Regions from separate parts of the Mus musculus genome. Here region 1 is linked to region 2. Evidence: chromatin contacts called from public Micro-C data. All regions are on one chromosome and are shown on one strand. Each heading gives the region's core, a stretch centred on a gene start, on an enhancer-like site or on the middle of the called end of the contact. The rest is flanking DNA. Distances are from core to core; before and after follow the strand shown.

The links. Hi-C and Micro-C count contacts between places; a contact is called where the count stands out from the background.
Region 1: a Micro-C map of muscle stem cells shows a contact between it and region 2, with 7 times the contacts expected there. The contact joins the promoter of Fgf16 here to the enhancer-like site in region 2. A contact is called at or near these places in 46 of 484 Hi-C or Micro-C datasets (B cells, the C2C12 cell line, the C3H10T1/2 cell line and 19 more), 2 of 115 datasets of contacts at active chromatin or transcription factors (embryonic stem cells and fibro-adipogenic progenitors) and 1 of 9 other capture datasets (embryonic stem cells).

What each region holds. Positions count from the first base shown.
Region 1 is chrX:105,761,261-105,767,967 of GRCm38.p6, forward strand. It overlaps Fgf16 (fibroblast growth factor 16), which reads left to right and starts at 3,217. Exons shown (of 3, transcript NM_030614.2): 1 at 3,217-3,554. The coding sequence starts at 3,281.
Region 2 is chrX:105,715,454-105,722,509 of GRCm38.p6, forward strand. No RefSeq gene overlaps it. Among named protein-coding and RNA genes, the nearest start is that of Fgf16, 45 kb to the right of the region's middle. Within about 2 kb of position 3,093, at least 2 of the 459 cell types and tissues checked have an H3K27ac peak or open chromatin away from gene starts, as enhancers often do. A contact at or near this core is called in the C2C12 cell line and muscle stem cells, where this site is marked.

The DNA of each region.
Region 1 (6,707 bases), core at 1,967-4,466, 46 kb after region 2:
CAGAGTGCATATGTGCTCACAGAGGCAGAAGCAGCAAGCACAAGACCTGTACGGGTCTGCACCAGGTCCTCTAGGTATACATTACAGCTATTAGCTTAGTATTTTATGGGACTCCTGACTATGAGAACAAGTGAGTCTTTGGCTCTTTTGTCTGCTCTTAGGGCTCTTTTTCTCCTGTTGGGTTGATGTGTCCAACTTCGATATGATAGTTCTTGCTTCATCTAATATTTTATTTTGTCATGTTTTGTTGTTATCTCAGAAGCCTGTTCTTTTCTAATGAGAGACAGAAAGAGAACAGATGTGGAGGAGAGGGGAGGAGAAGCTGGGAGGACGAGAAGGGGAAACACCAATCAGAATATACTGTATGAGGGGAAAATCTGTGTTTAATAAGATAAATGTAAAAATAAAAAGAAGTGGGTGAAATTTATTTCATCATAGACATCTATACCTTTTATAGTGCCTGCTTCTCAAAATGGTTTCATCTACATTTTTAAATTTGACTCTAATTAAAAGAATTAGTCCAATTTATCAATTAGACCAAGAATTGTTCCTTTTTTTTTTTTTTTTTTGGCTACCATTTTCTCCTTCTGATCCTGCAAAAAAGATCCTTCCCATCTTTGCCTCAGGGTACATTCATTATAAAAGTCACCTTAGTCACCTTAGGCCAGAATGGATTCAGGACCCCTACCTAGTGTCACAATTTGTTTTGTTGTTGGGACAGGGCCTCATGTAGTCCAGTCTAATCTTGAACTCCTGATCCTCCTGCCTCCACCTTCAAAGTGTTGAGACTATAAGTACAAGGAACTGCGTTCAGTTCGGACAATTTCTTATTTGCTTGTTCAATCTCTCACTTGCTGTGCAACTCAGGTTGGGATCACACTCCCAATCCTCCAAGTGCTAGAATTACAGCTGAGTGCCAGCACAACAGGCTTGCTCTTGAGATATTTTTAAAGTAAGTCCAAGACAGTATGTAGGTCCATTAATGCATATTCTAATAAGGACTCCACCCTTTTAAAGATATTTTTAATTTTTAAAAATTATGTAGGGTGTGTGTGTGTGTTCCTGTGGACACCAGAAGATGGCATCAGACCCCCTGGTTCAGGAATTGCAAGCACATGTGAGCTAATGTGGGTGGTAGGAACAGAACTTGGGTCCTCTAAAAGAGAACTACTTGATTTTCAACGCTGAGCTCTCCATTCTCTAGATTCCACCTTTTTTCTTTTATTTATTTTTATTTATGCTCATTGGTGTTCCGCCTGCTCGTATGTGGATGTGAGGGTGTCAGATCCCCTGGAACTGGAGTTACAGACAGTTGTGAGCTGCCATGTGGTGCTGGGAATTGAGCCTGGGTCCATTTGGAAGAGCAGCCAGTGCTCTTAAACACCGAGCCATCTCTCCAGCCTCTAGATTCCACCTTTTGCTTGTGTGTGGGGGTCCATTAAAACTGTATGATAACTTGCATGTGTGTTCACTGTTGCTGAAAGCATCTTTCCTTTGAGTGTCTATATGTGCCAGGCATTGCGCTTGGCCCAGGAGAGTCCCTCTGAGCTAAAGAAGCACAGCAGAAACAAGCCACAGTGCTGTTCCAAACTAAGAATTGCTATGGGTCCAGGATGTGAGCACAGGGTGCACGTGGAGCCTTAGAGTAGGGCCTCAAATTGCACTGAGTTGTGGGGAGGCTTGTTTACTCATTTTATGGTAACCCTGAATTTGAACTTGTGGCTCGGTGGGGTCTCCAGCAGGAGGCGCAGTAAAGGCGCCGAAGGGTAGGATTGGGGGTTCAGTCACTACCAGAACCTGGGAAGGCGGCCAGCGCCTGCTGCGTGTGAAAACTGCAAGCAACAACGCCATTTAATAAGGAAGAAGGAGGCGAGCGCCAGAGGCCCAGAGGGACCGTGGGGTTCAGGTGCGGGGCAGAGATGCAGGGGCTTGCGGCAGGCAGGCACCTGCTCGCCAGGTCCTCTCCACCCAGCCTCTCTTTCTGGCAGCCGCCAGTTCCCACCCCTGACGGCCGCTCTTCCTGATAGAGTTTCTTGGAACAGGGCACAGGACAGAGCGAGGAAACACCTGTTTCCAACAAGAAAAGAGGTGTATAGGGGGAGAGCCCCCACCAGGCTTCCAATGGCCTCTCACAGAGCTTGCTCTCCTGAGCCTTGTAAAAGCGCGCCCAGAAATCCATGGAGATCATTTTTCAAAAAGATCGCTTTCTATGTCTTAGCCTCCACCCCTCTATGTCTAAGCCACAACGTCCTTTTTAAAAAGTCTTCTTTCCCTCTGGGATTTCCCGCTCCTCCCAGACCCTTTAAGCGCCCCCACCCTTTGGTGCCTGCAGGGACCTCCACCACCTCTCAAGACCTTACAGCTGCAACTGCGTTTGGCTTCCAGAACGTTTTCGCTTCCTCAGACCCCTGTGGACCTACAGGTGGGGAGTGGGACTAAAGGGCAGCAGAACAAAGGAGCTGGAGCGCCCCTGTCCCGGGCCAGATACCCCTTCCGCAGCCTCTTTTGGGCCAGAGAAGAGGAGCTCAACAGCGCGAGGACTCCCTCCCCCCAGCCCCGGTCTCCGGCACTTCCCAGAGGGGAGCAGCGGGAGGATGCGTGGGAGGCGGGGGTGGCCCTTGCAGCAGACCGACAGACAGACCCCGGAGGAACTAGCCTGCGTGGCCGTGGTCGCCAATGGCCTCCACGTACTGGGCTCCGTTATTTCATCAGCAGTTTAAGAAAACCTGCCAAAAGCAGTTATGCCTCACTGCAATGTGTAGCTTTTTCCTGCCATTTTTTTCATAATAAAAGAGGGAGTGAAGCTCGCTCGCTCGCTCCCCGCCTCCACCCCCCTCTCCCAAAAAGAGCCAAATGGATACGAGAAGGGGGGAAAAAAGGAAAGAACCCACACACCAATCTCTGAGGGGATGCCAGTGAGGTGTGGCTTGTATTTAAATATCCAATATGTCAATGGAAGGGGAGTGGGTACGTATATAAAGTGCCATTTGCATCTGATAGCTCCAGGAAGCCAGCTATGAGAGGCCAGGAGAGATGGATGCGGAGGGGAAGCCGAACTTTAACTGAGAGCAAGGTCAGGAGCGCGCTGCCCCACGCTCCCCGCCGCTGAGAAGTTCTTTGGACGCGAACAGACGTGTGCTGCAGCTGGGCAGAGCGCGGAGCCGAGCAGCGAGCGAGCGAGCAAGCGAGCGCCGCCGACCCGCCCGCCCGCGCCCGCCGCCAAGACAGGCAGTTCGCGCCCCGGGGCCCCGGCTCGGCCCGCGCCGCCGCCGGCCCCGCCATGGCGGAGGTCGGGGGCGTCTTTGCCTCCTTGGACTGGGACCTGCACGGCTTCTCCTCCTCTCTGGGGAACGTGCCCTTAGCTGACTCCCCGGGTTTCCTGAACGAGCGCCTGGGCCAGATCGAGGGGAAGCTGCAGCGCGGCTCGCCCACAGACTTCGCCCACCTGAAGGGGATCCTGCGGCGCCGCCAGCTCTACTGCCGCACCGGCTTCCACCTTGAGATCTTCCCCAACGGCACGGTGCACGGCACCCGCCACGACCACAGCCGCTTCGGTGAGGACCCGGCCGTGGAGGGGTGGTGGGGGAGAGGGAGCGGACGGACCGCGGACTAGGGAGCCGTCGACGCGGGGCTGTCCCGCAGGGGTCCCCCCGAACCTTCTAGCACCGGACGCCGTCCGGACCCGTCGGGGTGGGATGCGGTGGCAGGGCCCTAAGCCTGGCGGGGACTCGGTGGCCCCCCGCGCCCCGCGACGCTCCCCGGAGGGGGCGGAGGCGCCTCGCGGTGCGGCCTCTTCCAGCCGCTCCACCCTCCCTCCTCCCGGAGCAAGGGGTTCCCCGTGAGAGCCCATCGTCGGGTCTCCGAGGGAAGCAGGTGGAGTCTGGAGAGGAGCCGAAGTCCTCGACTAGGAGGCAGGGGACCGCGGCCAGAGGAGTCTTAAGGGTGGCAGACCCGTCGCGACTGATCGCCCAGAGCAGGAGCCTCCACGGGCCAGCGGCCCTTACCCAAATCACTTTTATCTGACGGGGATCCGGCCGTCATGGCACTGGTCATCCTCAGGGGTGGCTCTGCCCAGGGTAGAAGCCAATCCAGGCAGCACAGCATGAGCCTGGGAGCCTGGGAGCTGAGAATCTAGAAAAACCTTGGGGTGCCCACTGCCTATGAACAAGTCTTGGGTATCTTTTGCCCAGAACTTACTCCTCGCCCACGTGAGGGAACTGCCCCGAACCCACTGCCAGCCCCAGAAACAGGAAATGTCTAATCTCCAGGCAAGATTGCCTCTGCCAGCCTGCGACTGTACAGATTGTTCAGAGCACCCAGCTGCCTGCATCGCCATACAGAACTAATTACACGATTAATATAAACCTTGATCTGGGACGGCAATCTTTAGGCTTCTAAGCAACTGTGTTCCCTCTTCTGTAATTTGCCGGGTTTTTTATTTTCAATTTCCTATTCATTATTAAGCCATCAAACAGGTGTGGTGACAGCTAGCCTTTCTCCTCCGCCGCAGTGTCCTCGGCTTCCTCCCTAGGTCCTTGTAATGCAAGAAGCGCACTTTCTGCCCCCAAGCCAGTCCGAAGCTCTGCTACCCTCAAGCAGGACACGGTTCATTTTTTTCCTATCCTTCCCATCTTCGCATTCTATCCATGGTTTTCTAGAGCTGCGTCTGGAGTCCTCAGAAGAAAGAAAGAAAGAAAGAAAGAAAGAAAGAAAGAAAGAAAGAAAGAAAGAAAGAAAGAAAGGAAGGAAGGAAGGAAGGAAGGAAGGAAGGAAGGAAGGAAGGAAGGAAGGAAAAAGAAAAAAGAAAAGAATGAAAGAAAATGGGGGCAGAGGAGGGGGCAGCCGAGGGGCAGCTTAAGGCCAAGCCTAGCAGACAACTAAGACCAGGGTTGGCCTTCCTTGCTGGGAGCAGGCAGGAACCGTAATGAGGTCTATGTCATCTTGGAAAAATGCACTCAAACAGAGCTGGAGTACAGTAGGTTGGGAGGGGTAATGGAGGGTTGCAGGTGTCTGTATAAACTTGCAGCAGGTCCTCAAAAGGGTGACGAGGCGGGTGGGAGGAGAGGGGGTGTTAACTTGGCTTCTTTCCCTCCCATCACTTGCGATTTTGCAGTCCCCTTTTGTTCTTCTTCGTAAGGACTGGGACTCCCACCCTCAACTCAGAGGCTCCCAGAAATGGCCTAAAGCTATTATGCTATAATGTATAAAAGACCCGTGTGTGTGTGTGTGTGTGTGTGTGTGTGTGTGTGTGTGTGTGTGTGTGTGTGCATTTATATGGATGTGTATAAAAGCAAAGTCACTAAATGATAGTGAAATGTGGGCTGGGGGGCGGTGAAATTGGTAAAACTGTGAACTGCCCCCCAGCTGCTATGTTTGTCTGCCTCTGTGCCTGAGCTGAGCCCAATAATCTACAAGGTCAACATAAGTCAGTAATAGGCTCTTGGGATAAGTGGTCTTTAATTGCCTCCCTAAAGACACATCTTGATTTCTTTTCATCTCCCAGACCTGCTCAGGGTGTTAAGTTTAAGGAGAAACCAAAGGAAGTAAGGCTGACGGAGGACGTTTGCACTGCTGCTTAACCGGGCTTGCTTCAGTTTGGGTTTGGCCTTTTAGAAAACACAAGCTGCCTGAGACCCCCTCCACATCCCCTTTTCCCTTTCCTCCTTCCCTGATTTCTTGGCAGCTCTGTGCATTTCCTGTAAAGGAAATGATAACCGGTCAAAACTGTCTCTTCATAACCTCCCCTGCCAACTTGCAAACACACTCTTGCTCAGTTTAGCTTTTGGCACAGGACGAGGTGGGGTTTGAGTTTGCTCACACTCTCCTCCCTCCACATTTGAGTTAATCAGCCAGAGTATTCAATAAATCGAAACTTTAACATTCCATAAGTGCTTTAGCAGTCAACATTCCAGCAGGGTAAAGTAGGCCAGACTTAAGATATAAAATATTATAGATCTCTGCTTGGGGGGGGGGGGGGGAGTCTCCGAAGGCCATGTAAAGTAAATAGCTATTTGTTGTAATTGGAGAGCAGGGGGTGGGGGGGGCCAAGGATTACCCTGGAATCCATGTGTTCTAAACAAGTCAGGCTGAGCCCAAGTGCAGCCCCGACTCCAAATAATAACCTGTTGGCACCATACTTGCTCCTTGCTCTCCATCTGCAGCCGGTAGCCAGGAGTGGTTCAGTCCCCGCCTGGCTGGTGGCATTTACATGAGGTTCACAGGGAGCCTGACATTCCTGAGGGGCACCTGTGGACTGACAGGCAGGGCTTGGGAGCTAGACTGGAGGAGAGGCCTCCTGCCAGGTGGGATGGCGCAGGCTGCAGCAGCTGCTTTGGGTTTGGAACGATCTGGTTCTTATTTGGCAAAGGGCCAGCGCAGCACTGTCTTGGCCCCGAAGGTCTGACAGGATGGCTGAGGGAAGCAGATTAAATGACACATTAGCCAGTCATCTAGCTAGGTTCTGAAACAGTGGGGCCCAGGACAGATCCGTTTTGATTGAGGCCCTGGGGAGAGAGGTGTAAGAAGAGAAGAGTCTGGAAACTGTCAAGAAAATGCCAGAGCATGAGGTGGGCAGGTCAAGATGAGGCAGAGGAGATGGAGGTCCTGGGCCTCGAAGGACTGAAGGAACTGATGACAAACTTTGTCTACTTAGTACTTTGCCTCAACGCTTTTCTGTTAACACCCCTGTCCAGCTGTAGCTGGGAAAA
Region 2 (7,056 bases), core at 1,843-4,342:
AGGTGGTGGTGGCACACACTTTTAATCCCAGCACTTGGGAGGCAGAGGCAGGCAGATTTCTGAGTTCGAGGCCAGTCTGGTCTACAAAGTGAGTTCCAGGTCAGCCAGGGCTACACAGAGAAACCTTGTCTCAAAAAAACCGAGAGAGAGAGAGAGAGAGAGAGAGAGAGAGAGAGAGAGAGAGAGAGAGAGAGAGACAGAGACAGAGAGAGACAGAGACAGAGAGAGACAGAGAGAGAGACAGAGAGAGAGAGCGAGAGAGAAAGAGAGAAGAAACAAAATGAAGAAGAAAAGAAGGAAGGGTGAAAGGAGGCAGGGATGGAGGGCAAACTCCAAAGCATAGCCAATGACGCTGTAGTTGAGGAAATTCTGGGCTGCTATCATCCAGGAGACCTTCCTCGGAGGAGCAACACTATGACTCCAGCATTGCAGGACAAGGAGAGGGAGATGGACAGGGCAGGAGACAGCACAGGGTGCAGAACACTCTGAACAAAGCTCAAAGTGAAGGCAGAAAAAGGGCCTGCCCAATGCTGCCCCATTCAGGCCAGAGAGTTAAAGTGAGGGGTTTTTCTCATGGGGCTCACAGAAGACAGGGCATGGGAAAATATTAACCAGCGACAAGTTTCGTGATGACAACCCACAGTGTGGTCAGAGATGTTAGACATCTAACAAGGGAGAGGACACCCTCCGAGGTGTCATTTAGCCATGACTCAAAAGGAGAGAGATGTGGAGATCATAACTGGGGATGTTTCCGCTGTTGTATCTGCTTTGCTCTAAGTCCAGGTAACGGACAAGTTGAGCAACATTTTGCCCTACTTTCTGATTTGGTCAAGATACAGTGGGGTTCAGAAAAGAAGAAAATGATTTCTGGGTCACTGGATAAGATTACTTAGGGAGGGGTCTTACCTGGCAGAGTAGGTACTATCTAAGGGCACACTTGGTCCTAGAATTCAGGCCTCTCACTGGACCTAAATTAATTTTCGAAGAGTAACCTAAATTCACTAGCTTCCAGACCCTGTAGGGCCCAAAGACGTTTCAGCCAAGTCTAGCCCCTGTGGCTCTACCTGGAATGAGCAGACAGCCCCCCTCCTTCTCTCTCTCTCCCTCTTTCTCTCTCTTAAAAATGCTATATTTTTTTTATTTTATGTGCATTGGTGTTTTGCATGTTTTATTTCTGTGGGAGGAAATCAGATCCCCTAGAACTGTGTTACAGACAGTTCTGAGCTACCATGTGGGTGCTGGGAATTGAACTGCAGTCTTTGGAAGAGCAGCCGATGGTCTTAACAGGTGAGCCATCTCTCCAGGACCCATCTTTCTCTTTTTTAAACTCAGACTCCTGCTCTACAGCCAGGACCTGAGCCTCATGCTGGAACATGGTTCATTAAATTTCAGTAACTTGCCTTGTATAAGTCTCACCTGTAACCCCAGCACACAGGAGACCAACTCAGAAAGCACTCAAGTTCAAGGCCAGCCTGGACTACAGAAAGAGAGTTTGGTTTCAAATGTTTTTCCAGTGACTCTTCATTACCCATCCCCTAACCCTACAGCAACTGCACCTATGGCCTTAACATAGGTCCAAAATTGCTTTATGGCAAAACTGTCAGGTTGTCTTCTGTCCTGGCAGTCCCTCTCTGTGGCCTTCTCTTCCTTGAGGATGCTATTTGTCTATGGTTATGTGTGCTGCACTCTTACTGTCTCTATGTTCACCCTGTCTCCTTCTCTGGAAGAAATAATCATAACAGGTCATTAATATGAAGATGGAAGTAGCTAATTAGGAATGAGAATGCATGCCTATAATCCTAGTAAGAGGTTGAGACAAAAAGATGGAGAACTCAAGGCCAATCTGAGCTATGTGTCAAGACCTTGACCCTAAAGAAGCAAACAAAAGATCCAAGTGAATAATGAGGTTTGTGGAACATTTGTGTTTTGACTGGGTGGAACTTTAGGTCTTAGTGAGCAGATAGGGAAAGTCTCTTTGGTTTATTGGTTTAAGGGGAGGGTAAGATGAGGAGGATGAGACAAGGTGTTGTTGCTATGTTGCTGAAGCTGGCCTTGAACTCTCTGCCCCTAGCAACTAGTATTGTAGGTGTATAACACCATGTCTGGTTGGGTCTACATGGTTTGGTTTGGGTTGAGTTTGAGACATGTGTTTCAGACACTGGCCTCAAATTCATCACTCTCTTTTCTCACTGTCCTGAGTACTGGGATTATAAGCATCGCCATGCCCTGCTGGCTAGCCCCCACCCTCATCCCTCACTTTCTTCAAATAGGTATTTCCCAGCTGGAGAAATGGTGCAATGGTTAAGAGTACTGACAGCTCTTCCAGAGGACCCAGGTTTTACTCTAAGTACCCACATGGTGGATTACAATCACTGGTAATTGCAGCTCTAGAGAGCACAAAGACTTTACTGGCCTCCACAGGTACCAGGCACACACACAGTGGCTAACAACCATCTGGAACTCCAGTTCCAGAGGCTCTTGTCCCCTCTTTTGGTATACGTGTAGTACACAGACAAGCACACAGGAAAAAAAAAACCCATACACAGAAAAAAAATAAAAATAATAATTTAAGAAATGAATCAGGTACTTTGGAATGGGGGTATATCTCATGGCCAAATACTTACCTAGTATAAGTGAAGCACTGGGTTCTATCCTCTGTATGACAAAAATAGAATAAAAACAAACAAAATAAAATTAGGTACTTTGCCTGAATCCCTAAACAGTTGGCTACAGGGTGTGGTGGCACACATGTGTCCCAGCCACTTGGGAAGATAAGGCAAAAGGACTAAGAGATTCGGGCCAGCCTGAATCATATAGTAAAATGCTGTTGAAGTTTTTTCTTTATTTTACTAAAAGAAAGAACACTGGCCATTCTGACAATATGGAGTTAAACTGTGGTTCTCAAAGGCAGAAGGTAAGAGAAGGACAGTGTAGGAACAAGAAAGAGCCAAGACCCAGCTTTGTCATAACTGCGGGGTGAGTTTATTTGTTTTTGACCATAATAATGATTAATATTATGGCAACACCCTGCATTGCGGGTATAAAAACACAATTTTCTCCCAAACTATGACTCAGCCTCCATGTTCCCAGATCTCCCCAGCATTCCTGGGAAGACAGCTGGGGCCTCCACACAGCTCGCTTGCACCCTTGTGCCTTTTACAGTTGGACAAGACGAAGCAAGCTGGATTGCTACAGCTAGGTGCTCAACCTTAAGGAAAGAGTGATAAAATGGAGGGTACATCCTGCCTACAACCTGCTGCCATGCAGGCTGCTTCTTGGCCAAACCACACGTTTAATGCCATTCCAAGCACTATCATAGTTTCAGTGGAAGGACTTGTGAAAGCTGAGGGGCAAAGTACTTACCTTTTTCCACAACATTCTATACTTCCAGAACTATACCCCCCCCCCACACACACACACCCTCTTCTTTCTTGGGGACTCTGTGATTATATCTTTTATTTTAAGAAATGAAACAATAACTTAGCTCCTCTCTTAAGACTATAGCCTTGGGTGTGGCTTTTCAGTTAACTGATGCCAGAGGAGCAGAGGTGGAAAAGGATTGGGGATGTGAGAGGCAAAATCTTAGAAGCCCAAGTATTCTAATTAGCATCACTTTTGAGCGCATGATCCAGGCCTTCTGACTGCAGCCAAGAGCTCCATCCAAAAAGATGTGTGATTCTCCCCAGTGAGTCAGCGAAAGCGCAGAGAAACAGGGTTATCAGAGGAGAGGGTTGCAGTCTATGAGTTTTCATTCAGCCTCCCAAAATGAACAGGAGAGAGAGTGGGGGGTGGATCTCAATGCATCAGCCAGGAGGCTCTGCAAACAGAGCTGGAGAAGCAGCGGCCGGATCTGCTTTCAAAGATACTGCTCCAGTACTGGGCCATCCTATCTACCCAACTATCCCTCACAGTGTTGACAGAGGGGAGGGGAAAGGGTGTGACATGAAAAAGAGGAAAAAAAAGAAGCAGGGGCAAAGATTTGGATGGGGGAAAGATGGCCAGATGTTTGAAGATGAGTAAGATGCCATCACAGGATGAATTGATGCCCCAAGAGAAAATAGGGTTCTTTCTTTGTTCTTCCTTGGGATCCCCCTCTTTTCTTCCCAGGTGTCTGGCTTGGGTTCCAAAGTCTCTGGACGTCAACTATTTTGAAGAAATTTTTGGGCCAGTTCAACCTATATGCTTTCTGACCTATATATTTAACAGATGTTGGTTCCCTCTGCCATCCCTTAGAAAACTTAAGCAAAGATAGCAGGAAAATATCTATTTCAAGTGGTCTCCTTATATTCAGTGAGGAAAACGGCATATTTACTGACTTTCACATCCACCGCCACAACAAAAACGATGCCTCTTCTTAGATGTCATCTGTTCTTTAGAGAACAGAACTATTAAACCAGTCTGACTATGACTAGGCCTAAACCTCTACAACCTGACCACAACACACACACACACACACACACACACACACACACACACCTCTGACCATAGCAGTAGGCTTTACTGGTACCAGAAGAAAAGAAAAAATGCCCAAACCACCAAGAAAAATTGTGGAATTCCATTGAGCAACATTTCGTTCATCTGAAATAATTTTCTCTGGAAAATTAAGATCGAGAACAAACCTGAAAACAAAGAAGAAAGCCCAGTGTGGTAGCTCTCACTGTAATCCCAGCTACTCAGGAAGCAGAAACTAGAGGATTTCCACAAATTTGAGGGTAGCTTGGACTACCAAGACTATGTGTATGGCTCAGTGGCAAAATGCTTGCCTAGTACATTTGAAACCTAGGTTTAATCCCCAGCACCACAAAGTAGAAGAGGGGAAAGGCCTCCAGGAAGTCTCAGTAGATGACACTATGTAGTCTCAGCATTCACACACTAAGCACTGAAGCCTTTGTTCATGGCAGAATTTGCACAGATCTGTTTTTTTACTTGAGACTAAATCCTTACAAATAGGTTTTCTGTTTTCATAATCATAAAAAGTTGGCAAGTTATGAGTCAGAAATGCTGACAGCCATGTTGTAGATGTAGACAGTGAATTGAAGATAGAGAATCAACAACCTCTATCAACTTCATACTGTGGAGGCTTGGTCCCTATAGTCAAGTAGGGAGCAGTTTGCTTCCCAATGAGGAAAATGGTAAATCTTGCAGGCCCAGCAATCCCAGTGATCTGCTCGTGGGCACGGTCAATTCTTCACAATTATTCTTCCAGCCTGACTATTAACTTCAGGATAGTGAGTTCTGGTGATGTGGCCATTTGACTAATTAAGTTAAATTAAGGGGCATTTTTCCTTAAACTCTACTAAGGTAAACTCAACTCTTGTGAATACATCAGACTTGACAGAGCAGCCGCCAGTGCATTCTAATGCATCCGAAGCAGCCCACAGTTAGGACTACAGCAGCAGTGTGTGGGGCAGGATTTAGAGCACCAGACTTGTCTCTGTAGAAGACGCTACCCCAGACAAGAGATTCTTCCAGGATGGATCACCAAGTCACTGGGGATTTTTCTGTCCTATTTTAGATGATGGGGAAGGGCTGTACCTAGACCCTAGTGTCTACCCCTGCATGATAGATAAGTGCTGTATCTACTACTGAGACACAGCCCCAACTCCTTTATGTGAATTCTTAACCAAAGCTTCTCAGACACTTCCCTTGGAAGATAGGTAACTGAGAAAGGCTGACCACAGATACTGCTCCACACTTGCCATCACTGTGCCTGCCTGCCTGCTGTCTGGGAGCCTGCACCCCTATCCTGATTCCTGAACCCCATTCATCTAAAGTCCATCAAGGCCCACCAGGCTCATCATGAGTACAGTTCCTGGATGTGGTTCCTGCTTTAAGACAAGCTGATGGGGTTGCCACTTTCACTATCACTTCAGTGTCTGGATGTGAACCACATCACAGTGATGAGTAGGGAGGAAAGTGATGTTAAACACTAAAAGACATGGGGTTGAGTTACTATCATGATCACTTTGACTGGGCCCTGAAAGAAGAAGTGCCATCATAGAAAAATGCACCTAGACTAATAGTAATATGGGGCTCAGGAATCAGGAATAGGGATACAGGCCCCCAGACCGCAGGCAGGCACAGTGGCTGCCACCTGCCATCACAGCCAGAGAATTTAGGTGGCAGGCAGCAGAATTTCTCCAAATTAAACACATTGGCTGTAAAAGTCCCATTTACAGCTATGCCTCAACCATTGTTTCCAAAGGAGGAACTTGGCATGCTAGGAAGAAATGCAGATCGTGCCCAGCAGACCTTAGTCCAAAAGAGGAAGAGCGCCAGCAGATGAACTGGACCACATAGTGAGAGGAGCATCTTTAATTCTCCGGGCAGTCTCCATGGGCCTGGAGCAGCTGAGGTGCCTCCTCTCCCTGCAGAATTGACTCAAGGGCAGGAACTGCAAAAGATTGAAGAAGGTATGGCTTGTAGTCCACCATCAAGGTTACTTGGTAGGCCAAGAACTAACTCACTCACCTTGTGTTATTTAGTACATTTCTTTGATGATCCTTGAGCCCACTTTTAAAAACAGACAGCTTAATGGAGGTCTATGTTCCTGGACTAGAAGACCATATTGCTAGGATAGAAGTGCTAGCCTGATACCCACCCTCCTATTCTACTGATCTGGGACTGCTTGGAGTCTGACCTAAGAGTTCCAACCAGAGATTCTGATCACTGTATCAGTCAGCCCTCATCCCAGAAGTTTCCTTTTATTAAAAGTAGGTGTTAATTTACAAAGAGATCCACAAATGGGCAATGAGCAGAGAGTGGAAAGTTTTGGAGCATTCGGTCCTAAATGATATGCCTTTATAAAACCACTCCCCTCAAGGCTCACACATCTCTGCAGAAAAGGAGGTGAAAGATTGTAAGAGCAAGAGGTGGTAGGTAACTCTGAGGAAATGAGAGTGTCTTCCATAAACAACGGGCTCATGTGAGCTCACGGAGACTCTGAAACACCAACAAGACCTGAACAGGTTCAAAGCAAACAAAACTTCAGCAGTGAGAAGGGGAAATGGACACAAAGCCTCAGCCCTAACCAGTGAGCTATTTGCAACTGGTAGT